3 separate regions of the Zea mays genome follow, and all the other regions are linked to region 1. A link is a contact called in public Hi-C data. All regions are on one chromosome and are shown on one strand. Each heading gives the region's core, a stretch centred on a gene start, on an enhancer-like site or on the middle of the called end of the contact. The rest is flanking DNA. Distances are from core to core; before and after follow the strand shown. Region 1 holds the start of LOC100303858. Region 2 holds the start of LOC100282638 (polymerase delta 4). Region 3 holds the start of LOC103633022.

Region 1 (4,487 bases), core at 1,638-4,137:
CCTCCCCCTCACTCACGTCGTCGCCGCCGCCGCCAACTCTTCACTTGCATTGCTGTCGTCAACTCCTTCTCTTTTTAGTATCGTAGTGTTAGCATGGTCTATATGCTAGTAAAAATAAAAAAAATAGACACGTCCCCTTGGTCTCAAAGGCCAGACATAGATGGAGTCAAAAAGAGAGAAGGGTAAGAGTAAAGGCCCACCTAGAACTGATAGGCCGGAGTGAGCGTGACTGGTCCCAGTTCCCGTGCGTAAACCAAAACCGTTGTTTCTGGGCCAGTCCATGGACGCGCCACAAACAAGCACAGCTGGGCCTGGGCCGAGCGCGCGGCATGCGTCTGATCTGGTTCCTCCAGCGCCAAGCACCCGACCCAGCCCCGGCAAATCAGCGATCCGCGCATTGATCGCTGCCTCCTGCCTACTTGCACCAGCGGACCAGCCGAAGCAGCGACTGCTGATGCGTACTGACTCGCTGATCGTCATCAACCATGCCGCGCGAATTGCTGATGCCATCGCCCTCCTTCCCGTCTCACCACACCTACCTTGTCAACGTAAGGTTTGACCGTGGAAAGGGTGTATCGTCGCGGTCCCGGTTGTTGTGAATCTAAGCAAAGGCTGAGTGAGCACCAGAAAGCTTCACGCCTTGCGGTGTCGAGGTCCAAGTTCATGGCAGGACACACGCATTGCACTGACATGTTTAGTTAGACGATCTTGCCTGCATCAGACATGTTTAGATCCTTCCTGCTCGTCTTCGCCGTGGGCTACTCGCTCGGCCTCCTGTCGTCGTCCACCCGGCCGTCACCGAGACCGTCCCAGACGCAGTGGCGGAGACAGGTATGGAGCCACTAGAGCTCAGGCCCTACTCTTGGACCAAATAATTATTAGAGGGTGAAGTATGTTTTAAAGGATTGAGAGAATTTGTATAATCCGTTCATGGTTATATGTACTATCATTTATATATTTGCATGATTTAAGATTTTCTAGCTGATATAAATATTTGTTAGTGCTCTACATTTAGAGAAATCATGTCTCCGCCACTGCAGACGACGATCGTACGACCGCGCACCTCACCGACACCGCCTACGCGGCGAGGAACGAGAACGACGCGGCTGCGTCAAGGTCGACCTACCCACGTCCGCCTCCGCACGACCTGTTCCAGTTCAAGGAGGAGTGCGGGGAGCCGGTGCCCGACGACACCGTCGTGCAGACTCTGCTCGACAAGCTCTTCGGCGGCGAGAGCCCCCTACGCGGGCGGCGAGTCTTCTGTTATTCGTGATCTTCACGTTCGCCTTAGTTCTATCTATGTCTTGAACTCTTACATATTGTTGTAGATTTTCAATGAGTCTTTTAATGTTTTCTTGAGATGTTCATCAATTTGATCACCACCACTTTTCTTTTGGTCAAGTCCATGATATACCTTTTGAACTATATTTAGATACACTAATAGCAAATATTGTTAGTCTAAATGGTTATGTTAATTACCAAACACCAAAACTCTATTATCAATGGGCCTCAGTCTATTTTTCTTAGGCCCCGTTTGTTTCGTTATAATTGAATTCCATTTTAATAATTATATTTAGACAAAAGTAATTAAGTTCATATATTTGTATATGTAATATATTTGTATATTTAAGTTCATATATATATATTTATATATATAATATATTTGTATATTATTCTAAATATATGAGAGATATTTATATATTACATTTATGTTATAGCGAAGCAAGTAGAAGAGTATGCTATAAGTTGTACATCGAAAAAATAGCGTGTAAATCTATAGAATCAATTTCTATTTCTCACCCCATGAATTTGAGATAGAGTTATATGATATTTTTGGAAAGTGGTGGAATGTCACATTCTAAAAAAATAGCTTATTCCATTAGTAAGATTTCAATTCATCAAAATGAAAGGAAATAAACGGAACCTTATAGATTTGAACCTCTATAACTAACATGTGTGCTGTTAGCCATAGTGGTACCTAGGATGAGCATATATTGAGCCTACATCTTCTCGCTCTATATATATCCTTAACTGTACGTTTTTTCTCGATTAAGGGCTACGTTATCATAGTGTCATTATGTCATAGCACTACATATTAAATTTAAAATTTTAATTCATCATATGTTAAAAAGTGTAAAAAAGAGAAAGCTCTATTAATATGAAGAATTAAAGAATGACAATTTTTACTTTTTACATCTATTAAAAAAAAAACTCGGCCGGGGAGGGAAAGACCGCCCTCATGGTCCCGGCCGAGAAAATCCCCAAACCTTGGCCCCCCATCACTAGCGGGCCGTCACCGCCCACTCTGCAACGGCCCAGCCGGAGGGTGGCGCGCAGGACGTAACCCGGGAGCGGGTGGGGCACAACGAGGGGATTTTTTTAACCAAGCCATAAATTCGCCCCCGAGGGGGATCGAACCCAGGACCTGGAGGTGCTACTCGAAAGCCTTAACCATTACGCTAGAGGCCCTTTCGCTTTTTTTTACATCTATTAACGTATGGTGAATTAGGATTTGCAGTTTGATATATTGATACAGTAACAATATACATATATAGTTTATAAAGAAATTTTCATACCTTTTGACGATGATTCAGTGATTATATGGAAAGCTTTATTGTACATTTTTTTTGCACCTCTCTCTCTATATATAAGGAGAGACTAAACTAAAGCAAAGTATCTGTAATCTTAGTTGGACTCGCCGTTGGGCAAAGCCATGTTGATTACCAATTTACCACCCGAGATTATCGCAAGTGCATGTGAAGCCTGAAGCCTCTGATTGAGTTTATCTTTTCTTTTTCTCAACCGGTGGTCGTTGGGGAAACATGCAAACTGGAACTTTCACATGCGTGCAGATGCAATCATATCCGACAGCGGTAGTCAGCCAAGGATTATAAAATAAAATCTGAGGGATGCCTCAGTTGCATGCTCTCCAGCGAACCATTTGTTGACATCATGCATGATCTGTATCTGCTGGTTTCCTGTAAGAGCTGTCGCTGAAATATCGAATCGACCCATGTACATAATAATCTCATGCCATGTTCTTTCTGCCACTCCAGGGAAATCTCCATCTCGGTCGCTGCTGTTGCTGAGGTCGGCGGCGCAGATCGTCGCAACATGAGCATGGAGGGGCTCATCCCGTTCGTTTGCGGCGCGATCAGCAAGCGGAGGGCGGCGAAAAGGGCTGTGGACTACGAGCGCCTCTCCTCCGCCGGCGCTCCGCCAACGCGGGGATGGGGACACGAGCGCCTCCCCGGCGGCGCCTACGACCATCCTCGGAGCCAGAGCTGCCGGTTCGCCGCGCGCTCGTCGCCCGACGAGCGCGGTTTCTCCCGTGACGAGGGTGTCCGGGACGAGCCGTCTCCGCCGGGCGGCGACGGGTGGCGTGGTCTGTCCAAGTCCCGGAGGTTCAGTAGCATGCGCTTGTTTGGATGCGTCAGTGGCGCGTAGGAAGAGAAGAATCTGTTTGGATGTCTGGTATCGTGTGCCGCGAGCACAGCTCTGTACAGAAGAAACGATTTGACGAGTAAATAAATCGAGTGAAATGTAGCGCTTGCTGCGAGCTGCGACTGCAAAGCACAATCTTGCGTTCTCGCTGATGCAAATGAAATACACAACGGACGCATTTGTTCAAATCACTGTTAACTTGTTGCATCACCATGACATAAACCAGTGAACTTTTTTTCGACTGGGAAGACAAAAGGATATATTTTTTTTAATATGATGATGAAGGCAACGGATCTGATTCCCTGAAAGTTGAAAAGCTAGGCTGAGATTTTTTTTTTCTGCTAAGGAAAAGGGGAATTATTCTGACCTGCTGCGCTGCACCTGCACATCTGTTCGCCTTCCTCCCGCCAGGTGCCGCCCATGCGCCCGTGGGGGCCACGCCTGCTACTGACACCTGGGCCCACAGATCAGGAGCTTCCCCTTTCCTATGCTATGCCCGGCTCCAGGTGACCAGGTTCAGCAGGCGTTCGGCCCGGCAGCCCCCAAGTCCCATCGCCGAGCAGAAAGTCAGGAACAGAACTCAGGCGTTGGCGATTGGCATCTCCCTCCCCTAAGCCATGGCTACCGGGCGGCCCGTACGACTCGTGCTGGATGCCTCCCTCCTCCTCGACCCCTCCTCCACCAGGGAGGCGGCGGCGGTGGCGCTGCGGCCCGGGGTAGAGGAGTTGCTGCGGCGGTTGCGCTACTCCAACCTGAGCGTGGTATGAGTGGCTTGGTTTTCTGTCTATCGGCGCGATTCGTCGTTGTTTTGCTAGATGAGTTGGCTGAGATCTTACTGTTTACTAGTGCCGTACTGTTCGAGGAAATGTTCTCGCGGATAGATTGTCCCAGGAACTTGGCTAAAAGCTCAACTTTTCCGTTTCTCTCTCCTGTTATTAATGCCATACGCTGGAATGTTTCTTACAATGTACTCCTATTAGTAATCCTAGACATCTGGACTTAGGATCCCGTTTAGGGCTACACCATCTTGTGGTTGACGGGTT
Region 2 (4,543 bases), core at 318-2,817, 350 kb before region 1:
AAATTGCTATCCAAATGTCTCTGTTACCTATCGAATTCTCTTAACTGTACATGTGACTATAACATCAGCTGAAAGAAGTTTCCCAAAATCGAAGCTATTGAAGAACGGTTTAAGGTCAACATATTACAAGAAAAATTGAATGGCCTGACCATGTGTTGCAATGAGATAATGTCCTAGACAAAATTGATCTTGTCGTTATTCTTAAGAATTTTGCATCAAGAAATACTCGAAGGATTTATTAATAAGCGTTGAAGCATAAGTGTCATAGGTTACTAGAGTTTGGATTTAATTTCAAGTAGTCAGTTAATAATATGAGTTTATCTTGTTGCTTTTTTTGGTTTACAATACAAATTTGTTTATAAGAATGAAATGCTTATCTAGTTATCTACTTCATTGTTTGTTAGGCTACAAATAAATAAATACTTTAAATCTAAGGGGCCTTTATTTCATAGTCGCTTAGGGATCTAAAAATGTAGAGCCAACCCTGTATAGGCGATATGGTTCAAAGACTAAGAAATATATTTAATTCTCTCTATACTACTACATGAATGTATACATATTTAGAGAGAGCACGTCTTACATTATGAGGCGAATAAAATATAGTTACGAAGGGAGTATAATAAAGTAATAAATTTGTTATGTCGAACAAGTAACTTTAGGTTCTTGGTTAATTATATACTCATAGTATATCTATTTGTGTCATAATTTTTTGTGATTTCTCTATAATTCAGCCAACCTTTATATGCTCTGATTTCCAAAAAAAGTTGGAATTTGTGTGTGTATATAATACTAAAATATAAAAGTCTGTTAAGGGAGAACTTATAAACGGATTACGATATTTCTTTTTATTTTTTAGGGGTTTGGATCTATTCATTTAAGTGGAATTGAAATTTACTTAATAAAGTAAACTATTTAGCTTAGAATTTAATATTACACAACTTTTCAAAGTTTAGATATAAATGTATCTCAAATTTATGGGGTGGAGGATGAGAAATAATTTTATGTATCAGTAGAATTTATTTCTACTCTACAACTTATATGATGCTTTTTGACTCACTCTTAATTAGTAAAAACGTAGCATATAAGTATCTTCGACATCTTGCTAATAATAGTATAAAAATATATTTTGTATAAAATCAAATTAGTTTAATTAAGATGTGCCTAAATTAATATTACGTCCTGTTTGGATTATTGGAATTGAAATTCATTTTAATAATAATAATTTAGGGATATATCAATTAACATAATTCGGTGTTATGCAAAATATATTTGTATACTATTATTAACAAGATGCTGAAGACATTTATGTGCTATATTTTTACTATAGAGGAGTGAGACAAAAAGTATCATATAAGTTAAAGAGTATAAACAAATTCTACTAATGTATAAAATCATTTCTCACTCTTCATCCATAAATTTGAGATAAACTTATATCTGAACTTTCAAAAATGATGGAATGTCAAATTACAAACTAAATAAGTTATTTTATTGAGCTTGCAGTCGGGTGTGTCGGGTGTGTCCCCACTCTCCATTTCTCAGCGTGCGCGCTCTCTTCTCTCTCTTTTGTGGTAACTGGCGGCGGCCGACGCCGACGCCCTAGCTCACGTCTTCGTCGGTCCCTTCCCAGCCTTCGTCGCGTCCTTCGCCGTCGACGAGAACACACGAGGTATGAGCACCTTTTCTCTTGCGTTCCTGTGGGGAACCGGACACCCGAACCCTAACTTAAGCTCTTTGGCTATTTGTAATCGGATCTAATCTCATTTCAAGTGTATGCATGCCTGCTAATTTCGATTTTGTTTGCAAAAAATATTGGGTATACATGTGTAAGTCCATGTCCTTTACCGTGACCGTCGCTGCTGCCGTTCCAATTGATCCATCAATCGGTCGATTAGGTTCGTCATCTACTCATCTTCGTCTTTTAGCGCGCTAGGTGTAGAATACTATTTAGGCCTTGTTTGATGAGATTAAAAAAATTAGTAGAGATTTTGACTTGCTATGGATTTATATCCACCCAACCCCTCGAATCCATATGGATTGAGATAAAAACGACAAACCTTTAGTTGGCACCATTGGGCTTCTTGTAATCTTGGTTCTCAAGTAGGCCTTATTCGGTTGCATCTGGATCGAAGGGGATCAAACCAAACAAGCCCGGTACGGTTGCAGTTTAATTTGAAAAGACATCGGGATTCAACCGAACATCCAATCCGTGCTCTGGAAGCGCAATGGATTGGCGACCGAGGAGCATTTCTAATGTTTCCTTCAGGACATGAGCATGATGATTGTCATTATTCAAGATCGTTCTTTCTTGAAAACATTGCCTATGCATATCCAAGTGACCATAATATATATGATGATAATATTAGATTACTGCTACATTAGATCCGACTGTATGCATTTTAGCTCTACTACAATGATGCTAACAGTTTAGTGAACAGTGACTGGACCAATGTTTCACTACCTAAGGGCTGACTATATGCAAATTGGTTATATTGCAATGATGCTAGCAGCTTCGTAAACATCGACCGGGGGTCCGGGGCCAGTGTTTCACTACCTACAGCAGTACAGCTGCCCATTTTCAGTTCTTTATTTACACAATAGTACAATACCATGTTTCATGCTCAGGATTAGAGCTCTTGATGTTAGGGTTTCTGGTGGCTCTTTGGATGCACTCTTGTAGTGTAGGAGTATATATACCTTTCAACCAAAGGGGAAAAAAAATCCAGAGTAGGTCTGATTCCAAATTTTCTGCTGGAAGGAATTCAAGGAAACACTTGCAGGACTGAAGAATAGAGAAACATGTCGTCTGGTGGTGTGAAAGATTTTTACCGGCAGAAAAAGAAAGGAGGCGTGGCGAAGACAGCTTCATCCTCAAAGAATAAGACACGGCATTACACTGGTGGGGCTTCTGTTGGTGCCTCAGATGCAGCTCAGACATCAGCTCTAGTTTCTCATGGCTCCTGGGATCTCAAAGGTACTCTTGCTACATGCCGAGGGTAACGGGATAATAGGAGTAACCCTCTTTAATTTCTGTGCTCCTCGCATTGTTGGGAAGTGTAGAAGTCCTCTTCTGATACTCTAATCCTGTTGCTTGTGAAAATGTTGCTGCAGATGACTTTGGTGATGAAGAAGAGCAGCTGCGACAGTTTGACGTGGACATGAAGTTTGGTCCTTGCATCGGTGTTACTCGGCTTCAGCGCTGGGAGCGAGCCTCTGCCATGGGCCTCCAGCCACCAGCTCATCTCCGGGACCTCCTACTGCACGCGGCATCGACAAAGAATCGCGGTGGCGGTAGCCCCTCTGTCGAGTGCCTTTGGGAGGGTAAAGTCTAGAAGAAATATCTTCTAATCCCCCATCCCAGGTCAACTTCAGGTGGTTAACTGGAGACGCTTGTTGTACCATGCAGCCTCTTGTTGATGTATGTTGGCACTCGTTTGTTTCTCCAAGGCACGTGTTCGGTAACAGTATATAGATGGCTACCTGTGCGTATGTTGGCGCACTTCATGCTGAATTCTCTTCTCGTATTGAGATCCTGTTGCGTTGTCTGTATCTGAGTGCGTCAAGCACGCACATGAACACATCTCCTATGTGCTGCCAGTTGCATTGTGATCGACCGTTTTGGGTGCTGCGATTTGACGCTTATTTAGCAGTCAAATCACGTGGGTAGCGGTCCATCTACCTCACGAGTGTTTTTTTCCCGGCCTCCCTGGCCGGGCCGCATTTAGCAGCAACATTGGCTACGTTGCCGTACCCATGCTGAGAAAAGTCTCCGTCCAGAGCTTTTACACACACAGCTGCGTAAAGATTGGGCTGAATGACCATGCTCGTGCGCAACTGTGTATGATTGTACAGTATGTAGTACCGAACCGAACGATGAAAGCTCACGCAAACGAGACCATGACCGAATGACGTACTGTATATATGTACAAAAGACCAACCGTCAAGACGCGTGGAACGACGAGTAGTAGTGGTGCATACAGTGCTAGCATGTTTTTGTGATGGGTGGAGCTTCTCCAGTGCCGATGGCTAAATGGCTTCGGAGGAACGTATAGATGGGAGGCTCGTGTACATGATGTACATATTAAACCATCATCGTTTTTCTTAGTTCTAACGTCTCTGGTTGCTCAGTAGATCTAACACTATCTATTGGTCTTCTCATGGTTGGAGATGATACTTTATTGGCTCGATTCATCCTCCATCATCAAAAAGTAATCGCTTTATCTAGGTTGCTATGGATTACTTAACTAAATGAACTAAAGTTGTTTCTTTGAAGAATATGACACATAGAGAGGTAATTGAGTAAGCATATCATACATAGATTCAACGTACCTCAAACATTAACTACAAATCAGGGACATAATTTTTTTTGCCAAGTTATGTAAGATTATGTTACTCAATTCATATCTAAATTATGCTCAAGCTAATTGACAAGTTGAGTCTATTAATAAGACTTTGATGAAGCTTATTAAAAAAAGAAGATTAAGAATAATCCAAGAAGAAGGTGGCACATAGTTTTTTCAGAAACTCTATGAACAACGTATAACTA
Region 3 (4,243 bases), core at 1,242-3,741, 400 kb before region 1:
TTGAACATGGAACATCTCGTACAAACAATAGTACCGGTCTTAACTACCTAGCTGAACATAGGCCTACACAGAATCTCGCTAATAAATGCTTAAGGGATTAGATCTCTACGCCATCAATGATTGATTGTTTCTGGCCCCACACATATATATGGTACGTTGTGAGTGTGACCAAACATCTGCATGATATAGATTGCATACTAGGATTAGCTCAGTTCTGTACACAAAGCTGGTCTAGCTCAGTTGGTAAAAACAAGGCTCTTAACCTTGTGGTTGTGGGTTCAAACCCTATGCCTTTTGTCTGTCACTTATTTGTTTTTTTACAGATTTTTCGTTTATGTCACTAATTTGTCTGTCCAAATTTATTTCTCATCTAGATTTTTTTGTTTTTGTGACTGATTTGTTTATTCGTCCAGTTTTTTTTTGTTCGCTGACTGATTTGTTTTTTCTCGCCGGATAAAAAAATCTTGACGAATATTTTTTTGTTCGCTGACTGATTTGTTTTTGCTCGCCAGATAAAAAAAATATGGACGAATAAACAAAACAGTCACAAAAACAAAAAAAAAATCTAGATGAGAAATAAATCTGGACGGATAAATCAGCGTCATAAACGAAAAATCAGAACAACAAAAAAACAAATAAGTGACAAAGACAAAAAAGTATTAAAAATGTTCACGGTGGGGCTTGAACCCACAACCACAAGGTTAAGAGACTTGTGTTTTACCAACTGAGCTACAGAGGCTCTGTGTACAGAACAGAGCTCGGCGCCAAGGGCGCCGAGCTCGGTGCCACGTCGGCGCCACGCCGTCCGTTTGTGCCAGCGCAGCACGTATCTCGGCGCCATAGCCTATGGCGCCGAGCTGTGTTACCTCGGTGCCATAGGCTACGGCGCCGAGCAAAGGGTCCAAAAATGACATTAAAATTTTCTAAGGTCCAAACGTGAATTTTTTTCCGAGAAAGGGTCAAAATGCAAAAAAAATGGGAGTGGTGCTTGTGCTGACTGTCACTTTTTAGAAATAAGCTGCTCAATTATATTTCACATGCATGGATCTGACGCGTATACAAGGAAAAAACGAAGCAACGAGCTCAGCGATGAACACACATTGAGGCACGTGCGGTGTCGGTGTGCTTCCGTGCTTGGCCGGCTAGCTGGCCGCCCATGCATTTCAGTGGCCATTCAGTACGCGCGCGCGTGTACTCACAATTTGACGAGCGGGTGCGGGTTGCACTTGCACGTCATCAAAGCTTAACAGCAACTACTTACTCCACTAACAATACATTATACATACATACTCCTATATAGAAGGTAGAAGCAAAAGCAGCAGCTAGCACAAGAAAGACACATCTTCCGTTGACCAGATCAACGACAGATGCCTCTTCTTCTCTATTTGACGATAGAGACGAAAGTTAGGCACGTCACGTGTATTTTTAAGGGAAAAAATATGTATGTATGCAAAACGGTTTACATAAATACTTGCACTATATAGCTCAATTCATGACCTTATTGAAACAACGACATATATAATAATAATGTAAAAGAAAGTACAAACCAAAGCGTTTGCGCACACAGCCTAACATATATACTCCACTACTAGCTAGCAGTACGTGTCGATCTAGTGACGACGACGACGACAAAGGTATGAAAGAATCATATCTAGTGTATAAGTGCGTGCTCTTAATTAGCACTTTAGTACAATCATATTTGTACTATCATCACAGCTAGCAGAGAGAGAATCTATACAAAAGCTCCATACGTACGGCGGTACGCCACCATCTGCTCGCTAATGCTTGGCCAATACGTACGTACGCTAGTGACCGGGGCCCTTCGGGCTGGGCCCGGCCGGCAGCCTGGCCAAGAGCATCTCCACCGTCTCCACCACCGCCGGGTACACCTGCCGCAGGTACGCGGGCGTCGTCGTGGCCGTGGCCTCCTCCTCCTCCCCGCCGCCGCCGCCGCTCGCTGCAGGCGCCGGCCTTGCGGCGCTCGCGCACGCAGTAAGGAAGGCGAGCGCCACCAGCACGGCGACGAGGGCCGCCGCGAGCTGCCTCGACGACAAAGCCATGGCGCGCGCGCGCGCGCTCAGCCGCCGGTGGAGCTTGATCTATCCAATTAAGTAGTGGACTGGAAGATCGAGCTTGTTAGGCCGCCGGCCGGCCTTGGGCGCTAGCTTGGGCTTTTGATCGGCGCGTGCGTGTGGGTTTTGGCAGCTGGGCGAATGTGCGCGAGCTGAGTCGTTGTTGGTGCCGATTGATCGATCGGTGCGGCGCACTGCTTTTATAGAGCTAGCTAGGGGTCGGTCGGTGGCGCTGCGCGCAGTAGTGGCGGCCGGGGGTCGGTTGGATTTTGATTGGATCCTGACGCGGTTGCTGAGGCATGAGGTAGCTAGCCTAGCTACACGGTGGAAAGGGAGGGAGCCGCCGTGGTGTGTGAGCGCGTGATGTGCACTAGACTAGACGAGAAGAGACTGGTGGTGACTGCTGGAGGATCGGAGCCGGCCGGCGAATGTCGCGTCCCGTGGACGACGCAGCTTCGTAGTGACTCGCGTGCGGCATATGTGCTCTGTGTTGACCACGCATCTCTTATATTAAAAGCTACGGGGATTCTTGGTCCCTCGGAGCAGCCACGTCGCTCAGAAAATGTTAGTCGTTCGATCTCAACACCCGATCTCTCTCAACGTCCGATGTTTGAATCAACGCGATGGTGCACAAGCCCAACGCTCGCTTCGCTCTTTCGTCCTCGCGAGGCTGCTGCCCACCACCAGCGTCTTCTCTCTCCCGTCCTCGTGAGGCCACCGCCCACCAACGCTACCGCTGCGTCCTACATCGTCTCGCCCTCGCCCACCTCGTCGTCCGGAGCTTCGCTCTCCCATCCTCGCGAGGCTGTCGCCCACCACCGCCGCCTTCTCTCTCTTGTCCTCGCGAGGCCGCTGCTCAATAAAGTTGTCGCCGCATCCTGCATCCCCCTCGCCCTCGCCCACCACCGCCGCCTTCTCTCTTCTGTCCTCGCGTGGCCGCTGCTCAATAAAGCTGTCGCCGCATCCTGCATCCCCCTCGCCACCTTGTCGTCCGGAGGACCTAGCATCCAGATCCGTCGCCCGAGCTGCTATACCCGCCGGTTGTCACCATCTATTTATTCATTGTTAGAAACTTGGGTTTAGTGCTCAGGAGATTTCCACATGTAAGATTTTCATCTACTTGAGAAGATATGGCAGAGACATACCTTTGTTATTTTGAACTGAAACATTGTCGAACACTGTTAGGTGTCCATCGATGTTGTTGGTGTTAGGTGTCCATCGATGTTGTTGGCCTGGTAGATGAGTGGGTTGCTCGTTGTTTTGAAGAACTTGATTATGTAAATGTAAATTATGGGGAAATGACACTTTGCTGACGTGATGAAAGATCTTCCATAGGTAATTACTCTGGTAGCCATAAATTTTCCCTGTGGAAGTGGGAAGTTGTGTAACAAGATGGTTTATAACATCTATACTCTATATTGTTACTGAATACAACATGTAGAAATTTATTGGAAAATTCACTTTTGTTAATTTAATAGAAAATCCCCCAGGTTGTTGTACCAAAGACTTACCATAGATACACATCTAGAAAAGTTCTTACCACACAAGAGAGAGAGAGAGAGAGCACATAGGACGATGTTGGACCATTGGTCAGTGTAGGAGTCATTTGCTATCTGAAATAGGTTAGTTTGGAAATCATTTCTTTACATCTTATAAATACTATCCACATCTTACATGATCGAACATATGCATGCACTCACTTGCTGAAGGTAAGGAATAATGCTCTTCAGTCTTCACCATCTTTTCCATAGTATTCCTGTCTTACATGATTGAAAATATGTGTGCACTCATGTCACCTTTTTTAGAGAAAGTATCTTCATGCTATATTTATTGTTATTTGCAGTTGCTTGATACTGGGTTCTTCCACATTGATCCACATCTAGGCAATATGATCAGAACACCTGACGGAGATTATGTTGCAGAACTGTATCAACTCCCTCTAATTTTATGTTATATTATATTTGGTAGGAATTTCTACTGGGTCTGAAACTTGTAACATACAGTTTTCTGAAGATCTACGAAAGATAGTGGATACTTATCAGATGAGTGCTTGCACTGCCTTTCAAGTCATCCGACTAATCGCGATTAGTCGGGCTGGTCGGTTTAGGGTGGCCGATTAGGGAAGCCGACCCGATCAGAACACCTGGTCGCCCTGGTGTTGATGAATTTCA

The links. Hi-C and Micro-C count contacts between places; a contact is called where the count stands out from the background.
Region 2: a contact with region 1 is called in a Hi-C map of leaf, with 4 times the contacts expected there. The contact joins the promoter of LOC100282638 here to the promoter of LOC100303858 in region 1. A contact is called at or near these places in 2 of 25 Hi-C or Micro-C datasets (both in leaf).
Region 3: a contact with region 1 is called in a Hi-C map of ear, with 2.1 times the contacts expected there. The contact joins the promoter of LOC103633022 here to the promoter of LOC100303858 in region 1. A contact is called at or near these places in 4 of 25 Hi-C or Micro-C datasets (ear, endosperm, leaf mesophyll and 1 more).

Annotation. Positions count from the first base shown.
Region 1 is chr7:145,914,838-145,919,324 of Zm-B73-REFERENCE-NAM-5.0, forward strand. It overlaps LOC100303858, which reads left to right and starts at 2,888. Exons shown (of 2, transcript NM_001366623.1): 1 at 2,888-2,980; 2 at 3,057-3,632. The coding sequence starts at 3,115. The coding sequence ends at 3,447. It overlaps LOC100279891 (inositol 1, 3, 4-trisphosphate 5/6-kinase family protein), which reads left to right and starts at 3,837. Exons shown (of 12, transcript NM_001152843.2): 1 at 3,837-4,205. The coding sequence starts at 4,062. LOC109940939 (a long non-coding RNA gene) reads left to right here and starts at 562. Exons shown (of 2, transcript XR_002263718.2): 1 at 562-831; 2 at 1,041-1,385.
Region 2 is chr7:145,568,304-145,572,846 of Zm-B73-REFERENCE-NAM-5.0, forward strand. LOC100282638 (polymerase delta 4) reads left to right here and starts at 1,568. Exons shown (of 3, transcript NM_001143206.1): 1 at 1,568-1,666; 2 at 2,778-2,971; 3 at 3,109-3,504. The coding sequence starts at 2,797. The coding sequence ends at 3,329.
Region 3 is chr7:145,513,328-145,517,570 of Zm-B73-REFERENCE-NAM-5.0, forward strand. LOC103633022 reads right to left here and starts at 2,492. Exons shown (of 1, transcript XM_008654713.4): 1 at 1,459-2,492. The coding sequence starts at 2,060. The coding sequence ends at 1,806. It overlaps LOC103633021 (a long non-coding RNA gene), which reads left to right and starts at 2,605. Exons shown (of 2, transcript XR_556285.3): 1 at 2,605-3,407; 2 at 3,916-4,243.